3 separate regions of the Mus musculus genome follow, and all the other regions are linked to region 2. Evidence: chromatin contacts called from public Hi-C and promoter capture Hi-C data. All regions are on one chromosome and are shown on one strand. Each heading gives the region's core, a stretch centred on a gene start, on an enhancer-like site or on the middle of the called end of the contact. The rest is flanking DNA. Distances are from core to core; before and after follow the strand shown.

Region 1 (2,700 bases), core at 167-2,666, 1.2 Mb before region 2:
ATCATTCTGGTATTTTGTCTGTATTCATCACTTCCCATCCTTCCTGGTTTTGTTATGGCTCTGATGGGAAAATGGGCTGGAAAGAAACTAGCTTACATAGCCCATTGTCACCATAACCCCATTGATGTTCCAAATGTCCTTTCTATGTCACTGAAGGGCAGGCATTAGCAGACTCGGGAGGTGATCAGATCACCAACAAGCTTGGAAGGAGTTATTTGTGGTGGGAATGAATCAGGAAAGGGAGACTGGGTACTCAAATGTAGAGCCTTACATCATAGGTCTCCAAGGCTGAAAATAGAAATCAGTATAAAACATGGGAAAAGAATGGTCCTCAGAGAGTCGGAGGACCACTGATGAAAGCAGCCTGTTGATAGGTGAACAAAGGAAGACTTTGTGTGAACACAGGCTAATTAAGTCTCGCAATTACTCAAAAGGCTTTGCTTTTGTGCAGAGGAGCTAGACATCTAAGAGTGATGTACAAGTTCAGATTGAAAATTCTTATTTATATTCTTCGAAGGAAAGGACCATTTGCCTAGGAGACAAAGCCGGTGCTGCTGAGTTCCTGCTTTGAGCAAGCATGAGGAGAGTGGGAAGAGGCAGGCTTCTGAAGTAGGTGAAATTGTTGGTCATGAAAAGTGCCTTTGACTCACTGTTTCAATGGATTTAACCTTTATTAAATATATAACCCCTATGAAAATAGCCATAAGCTGAGAGAATTGCTTCCAATACACACTTCTTTCTTAGTGGTCATAGAAAAAAACAAAGCCCGATCAGCTCTCGAAGCTGGAGTATTCTTCTCCCATATGGGAGTTATTATTTCCAGTTCAGTGTGTCTCAAAGTAGGGGTCAGGTCTCCCAGAGGCCATCGGGGTCTGAGGGGGTTAACACAGAACAGAGCTACAGAGCTCCTCAGTGATCAGTGCAGATGGCGGTAGTGAACTCCTGGCTACATAAACCAGATGAAAAGGCCTCTGCTTACCAGCCCTGGCCTTCAGTTGTCTTTGAATAAATACTCCAGGCACTCCGTCTCCAAGAGGGGGCTCCAAACTATTTGAGGTGAAAAAAGAGCTTATAAAAGCCTGTAGTTGTGTGTTAATCGATGGGGGGGAGGGGGTGGAGCCAACATGAGAAATAGGAACGAAGGAGTTAAGAGCTTACAGCAGTTTCAAATGAGCGAGTTTTGGCAAAACTGTGGAGACATGAACATAAGCTTCAGGTACCACAGGACTTCCCACCCCAGGAACAAAGCACTCCTGATGCTTTTAAGATCTTCCTAACATGTGCCTCTAACAAGGTCTCCTTCGATGACTCTTGTTGCTGTTGGGTCTTCAACTCTACCAAAGACTCTATGTCAGAATGGCAACCCAAATTATAAATATCTCTTAAACATATGTGAGAAATAATGTGGGTTTCATTCATAACTACCTACTGTTTCCTGAGCCATTCATGTGGTCTTATAATCAATGACCAACAAGGGAAATAAGCAGAAGAAGAAAGACTGTGATAGGCATCAGGACCAACCCTGTGAATCACAAACGTTCTTTCTAAAGCAACAGACATTGGTCTGCATAAGTAGTTTCATTCAAGAAGGTAACTCTTTTAGGCAATATTTCTCTCTTCTTTAATTGAACAAATATCAGCTTGTAGACTATCAATCATAAGCAATGATGTCTTCTGGTCAGCCAGATAATTTGTTGATAGAAAATGCCACAGACACTTTAGTTTCCATCTTTCAAAATTTCTCATGAGTATGATGTATAATAATTAATGCTAACCTTCCAGGCTTGCCAGTTGTCAATTACCTCAAGAGAATTATCACTTAATACACATACAATCAAGATTGTAGTTGGCAAAGAGATGTGTTATAGAGGATATGGGGAGAGTTGGAAGAAGACAATGAGGGTAAATATCATATTTTATTTTATATCAGCATAAAAATCTCAAAGAATAGCAAGATTGTGCAGATAGGACCCTGATATAGCTGTCTCTAGTGAGACTACGCCGGGGCCCAGCAAACACATAAGTGGATGCTTACAGTCAGCTATTGGATGGATCACGGGACCCCTAATGGAGGAGCTAGAGAAAGTACCCAAGGAGCTAAAGGGATCTGCAACCCTAAAGGTGGAACAACATTATGAACTAACCAGTACCGCGGAGCTCTTGACTCTAGCTGCATATGTATCAAAAGATGGCCTAGTCGGCCATCACTGGAAAGAGAGACCCATTGGACTTGCAAACGTTATATGCCCCAGTACAGGGGAACGCCAGGGCCAAAAAGTGGGAGTGGGTGGGTAGAGGAGGGGAAGGGTATGGGGGACTTTTGGGATAGTATTGGAAATGTAAATGAGGAGAATACCTAATTTAAAAAACCTCAAATAATAAAAAGCACCCAAATCCTGCATTATTCCATGGAAAATTATCACACAAATGAATCATCCCAGGAGCAGGGGTTAGTACAAAGGGCATTGATATAGACACCAACTTCTGCTAGAAGACACTAACGCTTGAGGAGAAGTAAGGCATTATTCTTCTAAAGTTGTATTTTCCAAATATTTTCTAGAAAGCCTTTTGGCAACATCATTGTGATTCTTGTTGCATATCCAGATTCTAAAGCCACACTCAGGCAAATTCAAGAATAGTGCCTGCATACTCATAAGGTTTCTAAATCTGCATTTGCACAGACATCCTTTCTAATTTCCT
Region 2 (2,754 bases), core at 95-2,594:
GAAGGAAGGAAGGAAGGAAGACTGTATAAGAATATATCATTAGGAAAAAATGATGGTCAGAAAAGACGTCACAGTGGAAGAACTTTTTAAGCTAAGGCTTGAATGGTGGAGAAGAAGAACATGAACACAACTAGGAACTCTCCCCCAACTCACTTACTACTTGACTCTTACAGCAGCGCTGTGCCACAGATAGGACCATAGCAGGATCCATTTGGAAGGTGAGACTGAACAAGAAGAGAAGTGCCCCAAAGATACTAGAAAACATTCCTTAGAATATGACATTTAAGCTTGAGAGCCATCTGAAACCTTCAAAAGGTTTCAGTTAAAGGAATGCCCTATTGCTGGCAATGATTCAGAATCCAACAACAGGAAGAATTGACTCTTAAGAAAAGGAAAGGCTAGAACGAAGACCAAAGTATGGACACTTTGCCCCTTCTTGGAATTGGGAACAAAACACCCATGGAAGGAGTTACAGAGACAAAGTTTGGAGCTGAGACAAAGGGATGGACCATCTAGAGACTGCCACATCTGGGGATCCATCCCTTAATCAGCCTCCAAACGCTGACACCATTGCATACACAAGCAAGATTTTGCTGTAAGGACCCAGATATAGCTGTCTCTTGTGAGACTATGCCGGGGCCTAGCAAACACAGAAGTGGATGCTCACAGTCAGCTATTGGATGGATCATAGGACCCCCAATGAAGGCGCTAGAGAAAGTAACCAAGGAGCTAAAGGGATCTGCAATCCTATAGGTGGAACAACAATATGAACTAACCAGTACCCGGGAGCTCTTGTCTTTAGCTGCATATGTATCAAAAGATGGCCTAGTCAGCCATCACTGCAAAGAGAGGCCCATTGGACTTGCAAACTTTATATGCCCCAGTACAGGGGAACACCAGGGCCAAGAAGTGGAAATGGGTGGGAAGGGGAGTGGGTGGGAGGGTATGGGGGACTTTTGGGATAGCATTGGAAATGTAATTGAGGAAAATACCTAATAAAAATTTTAAAAAAAGAAAGAAAGAAACAAAGGAAAAGGAAAGGCTGGTGGGATAGCTCGGCAATTAAAGCCACGTCATGCCAAGCAGCCAGCCCCACCCCAGGTCCTTCAGTAAAGGAGAAAACCAACTCCCACCACCATCTCTGACCACCACATGTATGTAGCCCAGGCATGTGTGTACACAGAAACAGTTTGTTTTGCTTGTTTGTGTGTTTTTCCTTTTTGATTATATATTCCATACATCCTGACTACAGTTTCCTCTCCTCTTTTCCCAGTCTCTCCTTTGCCTACCTCCCATCCATCCCTGCTCCATTTCCCTTCAGAAAAGGGCAGGCCTCCCACAGATATCAACCAAACGTGACATATCAAGTTGACAGAAATAGATTTTTAAGGAAGATCAAGAAGCCTCAGGGAAAAATCAGACCCTCACTCTATATGTAGATAGATATAGATATATCTGTTCCCCTTCCTCTTTCTGTCTGCCTCTCTGAGCATGCACAGATAAAGGGTCAAGTGAGGACATTTGAGCTATCCATCTGAGAGCCGGGACATAAGTTTCCTCCGAGCTAGCCCTGTCCGTTCTGTGATCTCGGGATTCCAGACACCAGAGATACAGAAAGTACTGCCGTTGTTTAATAGACTCCATCTGTGGGGTTTTTACCATGGCATACCAAGAAAACTAAGGCTTTGAGCACTCCAGAGCATCTGGGGATGAGACTGCCCTTTCGTTGAGCACTCCAGAGCATCTGTGGATGAGACTGCCCTTTCTACTGGGATGCAGTTTGTCTTAGAGAATGTCTGCATCAACCCACGAGAATTCGCATTAAAGCAATTTGTTAAAAAAGGAACACAATTATTTCTTAGTGTCAACTGCCTGCCTGAAAAAGTACAGAATCTGTTGAAGGAATATAACAAAATCTATCACTCAACAATAAAAAAAATCGCAATATTTAACGTGATAAAAAAATTAATGAACATTTCAAAACCGAAAAATATAAATTTTAACCCCCAAATCAGTCAATCAATATAAATGAGAGAACTGAGTGATGAGGGTGGGTTAATAGACAAAAACTTCAAAGCATTATCAAAATAGAAATAGGTTAAGAATATTAAATAAAATATAAAATATGACATGAAATATATAAAAACATGAATAAGACCTTTGGAAATGTAAAGTACATGACCTGTATCCAAAAATTCACTGGGTAAAATAGACTAAAGTCTTGATAAGGAAAAATAAAAAGTAAACTTGAAAATATTGCGATAAAAGCCACCCAAAATAAAACTCAGAGGAAATAATGCTGAAAAAGAAAAAAAATGTAGTCCCCGTGTCCTGTGGGAAAAGATCAAGCAGCCTAGAGGACATGTTATTGGTTATGTTGTGGATAAAACAAAAAACGAAGAGAGAGTATGGAGTAAAAGTAATTGGAGAAATAACAGCAAGCATTTTCCAAATTCGATAAAAGCAATAAATTCAAGCTGCTTAACAAAGGAAAGAAAGAAGGAAACAAGGAAAGCGAGGCAGGAGGAAGGAGAAGGGAGGAGTAGGAGAGATCATCACTGGTCACTCGCCATAAAACTGTTCAGGCCATGATATGTGGTAACTGCCCATGGTGCTGGAAGACAGCATCACTCCCCCAGGAGTTGGGGTGGCAGGTAGTGGTGATGTCTGACATAGGTGCTGGGATCTGAACTCAGGTCCTCTGCAAGAACCGTGCATTCTCTTAACCACTGCCCTCTCTCTCCAGCCTCCACT
Region 3 (2,700 bases), core at 201-2,700, 2.0 Mb before region 2:
ATGGAGTACGGCTGAACACAGAGGTCAGAGGACAACCTACAGTCTAGTCCCCGCTCTGGGAATGCCAACTGCCTTCCCTCCCCGCCAGTTCCACCATGGCCACTTGGCCATGTTCATGCATGCTAGGCTTATTTAGATTGGTCTGTCCATGTGCACATGTGCTCCACATACAGATGGCATGGTGACAATAATTGCCAAATAAAGCCTGACTTTAGCTAAGATAGAGGAACACTGACTTTAAGGACTTGGTATTACCTGAATTTCATTAAGTTAAATTTCTTCCAAGTTAGGATTTTTATTACAGCGTTGTTTTAAAATGTGGTGCCTCCCCATTTTACAGATAAAAGCCAAGTGCTTGAGAGGGCATTACTATCTGCCCCACATTTCTACATGCCAGGTGATTCCTTCACACATAAAATGTACAGTCACCTCCTCCCTCCTGGACTGTGCCACTCTCAAGGAGGTATTTGCTACATACTTCCCTTTCCTCTCACAAAATATCAAGAGACGAACCATACTGACCTTACTGTACTCCAGGAATCCCCAAGTTCTTTCGAATACTGTTTGTCAAACTGATCCAACACAACTCTGCATAGCTGTTTGGCAAGCTTCCCCTCTGATTTTGCTTTCAGCTATGATGATAAGAAAAAGGTGCTGACAACACACTGTGATATCACATATTTATTGAAAGTTGACAGTGACATTAAATTTTCTTTATATCTCTACTTATTCGTGGAGACTTCCATACCTGTCTACAACATACTTTAATAAACACGTCTCCACACCACTCCAACTCCACCCAGACTCCCACTGTGTGTTCCCCTTCCAACTTCATGTCCTTTTAAAAAATCCACTCGGGAACAATTAGTGCTGTCGTTATGCACATGGGGGTGTGGAGCCATACCCCAAAGACAACTCTCTCCCGGCCTCAAGCCAGCTACTGCCAATAATAGCTAGTCAGGAGTGGGGCTTCCTGATTTTTAAAATGTCAGTTCCTGCCGTTGGATCAACTCCTTACTTGTAACAAAATTATTTCATGGTTTTTCTCGAAGTGGTAATTACCAAGTGTTAGAGGTGAATCTATGCTAAAAAAAAAAAAAATTCAGAAGCCATAAAAGTTTTGTTGTTGTTGTTTGTCTTTTAAAGTAAGACTGTAAAGAAAAAAGTATTCCAAAGTTTATTTACGGAAATAAGCATCGCCCCAACTTTCTGGCTCTCCCCTCATCACCGGGGTGCACCCAGGGCTGAGAAAGCTCGCAGTGACAATGTCGCCGGCCCGCGGGACAGCAGCAGCACCAGGAACACACTCAGCACGGTTCCGGGCTGTGGGCAGTGCGGGTCCCATCCCAGTCCACCCTGCCTCTCGGTGGCTTCAGCCCGGGGCGCTCGACCGCCAGAGCCTCACCCGAGTCAGCATGGTCCCCGCCTGAGCTCGCCAACTACGGGTCTCCGCTAGAGTTCGCGCGGGGTAACACGAAGAAACGCCATACTTCCGGGTCCTGCGAGGAGGTCACAGATGGGCTGGCTCGCAGTTCCTGTTTCCGGTCTCGCGAGATTGTAGACAAAAATCTCGCGGGAGACTCAGGTCCTGCAAGAGGCGGAGCCAAAGCTCTCTGGGGACTCCGGAGCTGCTGGGGTGCGAACCCCGAGCGAAGGGTGGAGTGTGGGTGCTGGTTTACAGAGTCACCCTTCCTGTCTCTGTTCATGGGGTCGAGAGAAGACCTGTATCAGTGTTTTAGATGCACAGGCATTGCTGGTTTACAAAACCGAACCCCGCGATGAGAAAAGCGGTAGAAAGATTAAATCGCGCCTCTCCTTACATTTGCCCGAGTCACTCTATCTTCAAACTGGGAAGTGATAAATGTTACACCGGAAGTACCGACTGCCCCCACTGAGACTGCGGGCATGTGCTGAGGGCTGGCCGTTAGCATGCTCTGTAGCCAGCTCGACAGGGATGCAGATATTTCCAGACATGCTCAGGTCTCCATCTATCAGCCTCTGAAAGAATGGACCCAAAGTATCAGGCTGAGAGAAGGAAAGAGGGGACAGCCATAGGGAAACTTGTCTTCTGGAAAGAGCTTTCCAACAGCTCTAAAATGTCAGAGCGTCTTCTAACAGGGTGAGATTGAACCCGGATGACAATGGCCAAAGACACGGGCGGAGGTTGGGTACGGGGTTCCACTGGATGTCTTTGTTCCTCTTCCCAATGTGGTCACCTTGAATAAACGGCCTTTTTCTGCTTTCCAGTTTCAATTTTGTTTTTTAAATAGGCTGATTTATTATAGGTGGCTGGACTTTGATATAAGAACTGTCACATCATTGGTACTTGAATAATACCTGTTTTCACCAAGCACTAAGACCACACTCCCAAGGACCAGGAAGGACTCACCAAGGCCCTGGCCTACTTCAAGCATCAGTGTTGACATTGTTAGGAATAACCACTCATTAGCATTTGCCTTGTTCTCTGGTAACAAACCAGAAATGTCTCAGAGATGATTTGGTCTCCTATAGTAACTAGGCATCTTCACGTTGAGATGGCACTCGATGCTCAAAGTATCAGTATAGGATATGCGATAGGTAGGTGCTGGACTCTCCAAATCCTATACAAAGGAAATGTCTTCTACACGAATGTGATTTAAAGCTTAGTTGGTTTTATTTTTTGTTTGTTTGTTATTTTTTTGTAAGTTCCTCAGTAATCTA

What was found. Promoter capture Hi-C pulls out the DNA fragments that hold promoters and counts their contacts. A called contact is a pair of places that touch in the nucleus more often than the background predicts.
Region 1: a Hi-C map of embryonic stem cells shows a contact between it and region 2, with 2.6 times the contacts expected there. The contact joins two enhancer-like sites. A contact is called at or near these places in 3 of 484 Hi-C or Micro-C datasets (cranial neural crest, embryonic stem cells and tail fibroblasts).
Region 3: a contact with region 2 is called in a promoter capture Hi-C map of cranial neural crest. The contact joins the promoter of Nsun3 here to the enhancer-like site in region 2. A contact is called at or near these places in 7 of 39 promoter capture datasets (cranial neural crest, frontonasal cranial neural crest, hippocampal neurons and 4 more) and 1 of 484 Hi-C or Micro-C datasets (cortical neurons).

What each region holds. Positions count from the first base shown.
Region 1 is chr16:63,500,750-63,503,449 of GRCm38.p6, forward strand. No RefSeq gene overlaps it. Among named protein-coding and RNA genes, the nearest start is that of Gm22769, 250 kb to the right of the region's middle. Within about 2 kb of position 1,417, at least 22 of the 459 cell types and tissues checked have an H3K27ac peak or open chromatin away from gene starts, as enhancers often do.
Region 2 is chr16:64,741,912-64,744,665 of GRCm38.p6, forward strand. No RefSeq gene overlaps it. Among named protein-coding and RNA genes, the nearest start is that of 4930453N24Rik, 28 kb to the right of the region's middle. Within about 2 kb of position 1,345, at least 1 of the 459 cell types and tissues checked has an H3K27ac peak or open chromatin away from gene starts, as enhancers often do.
Region 3 is chr16:62,785,266-62,787,965 of GRCm38.p6, forward strand. It overlaps Nsun3 (NOL1/NOP2/Sun domain family member 3), which reads right to left and starts at 1,451. Exons shown (of 6, transcript NM_178925.3): 1 at 1,406-1,451; 2 at 523-632. The coding sequence starts at 1,417.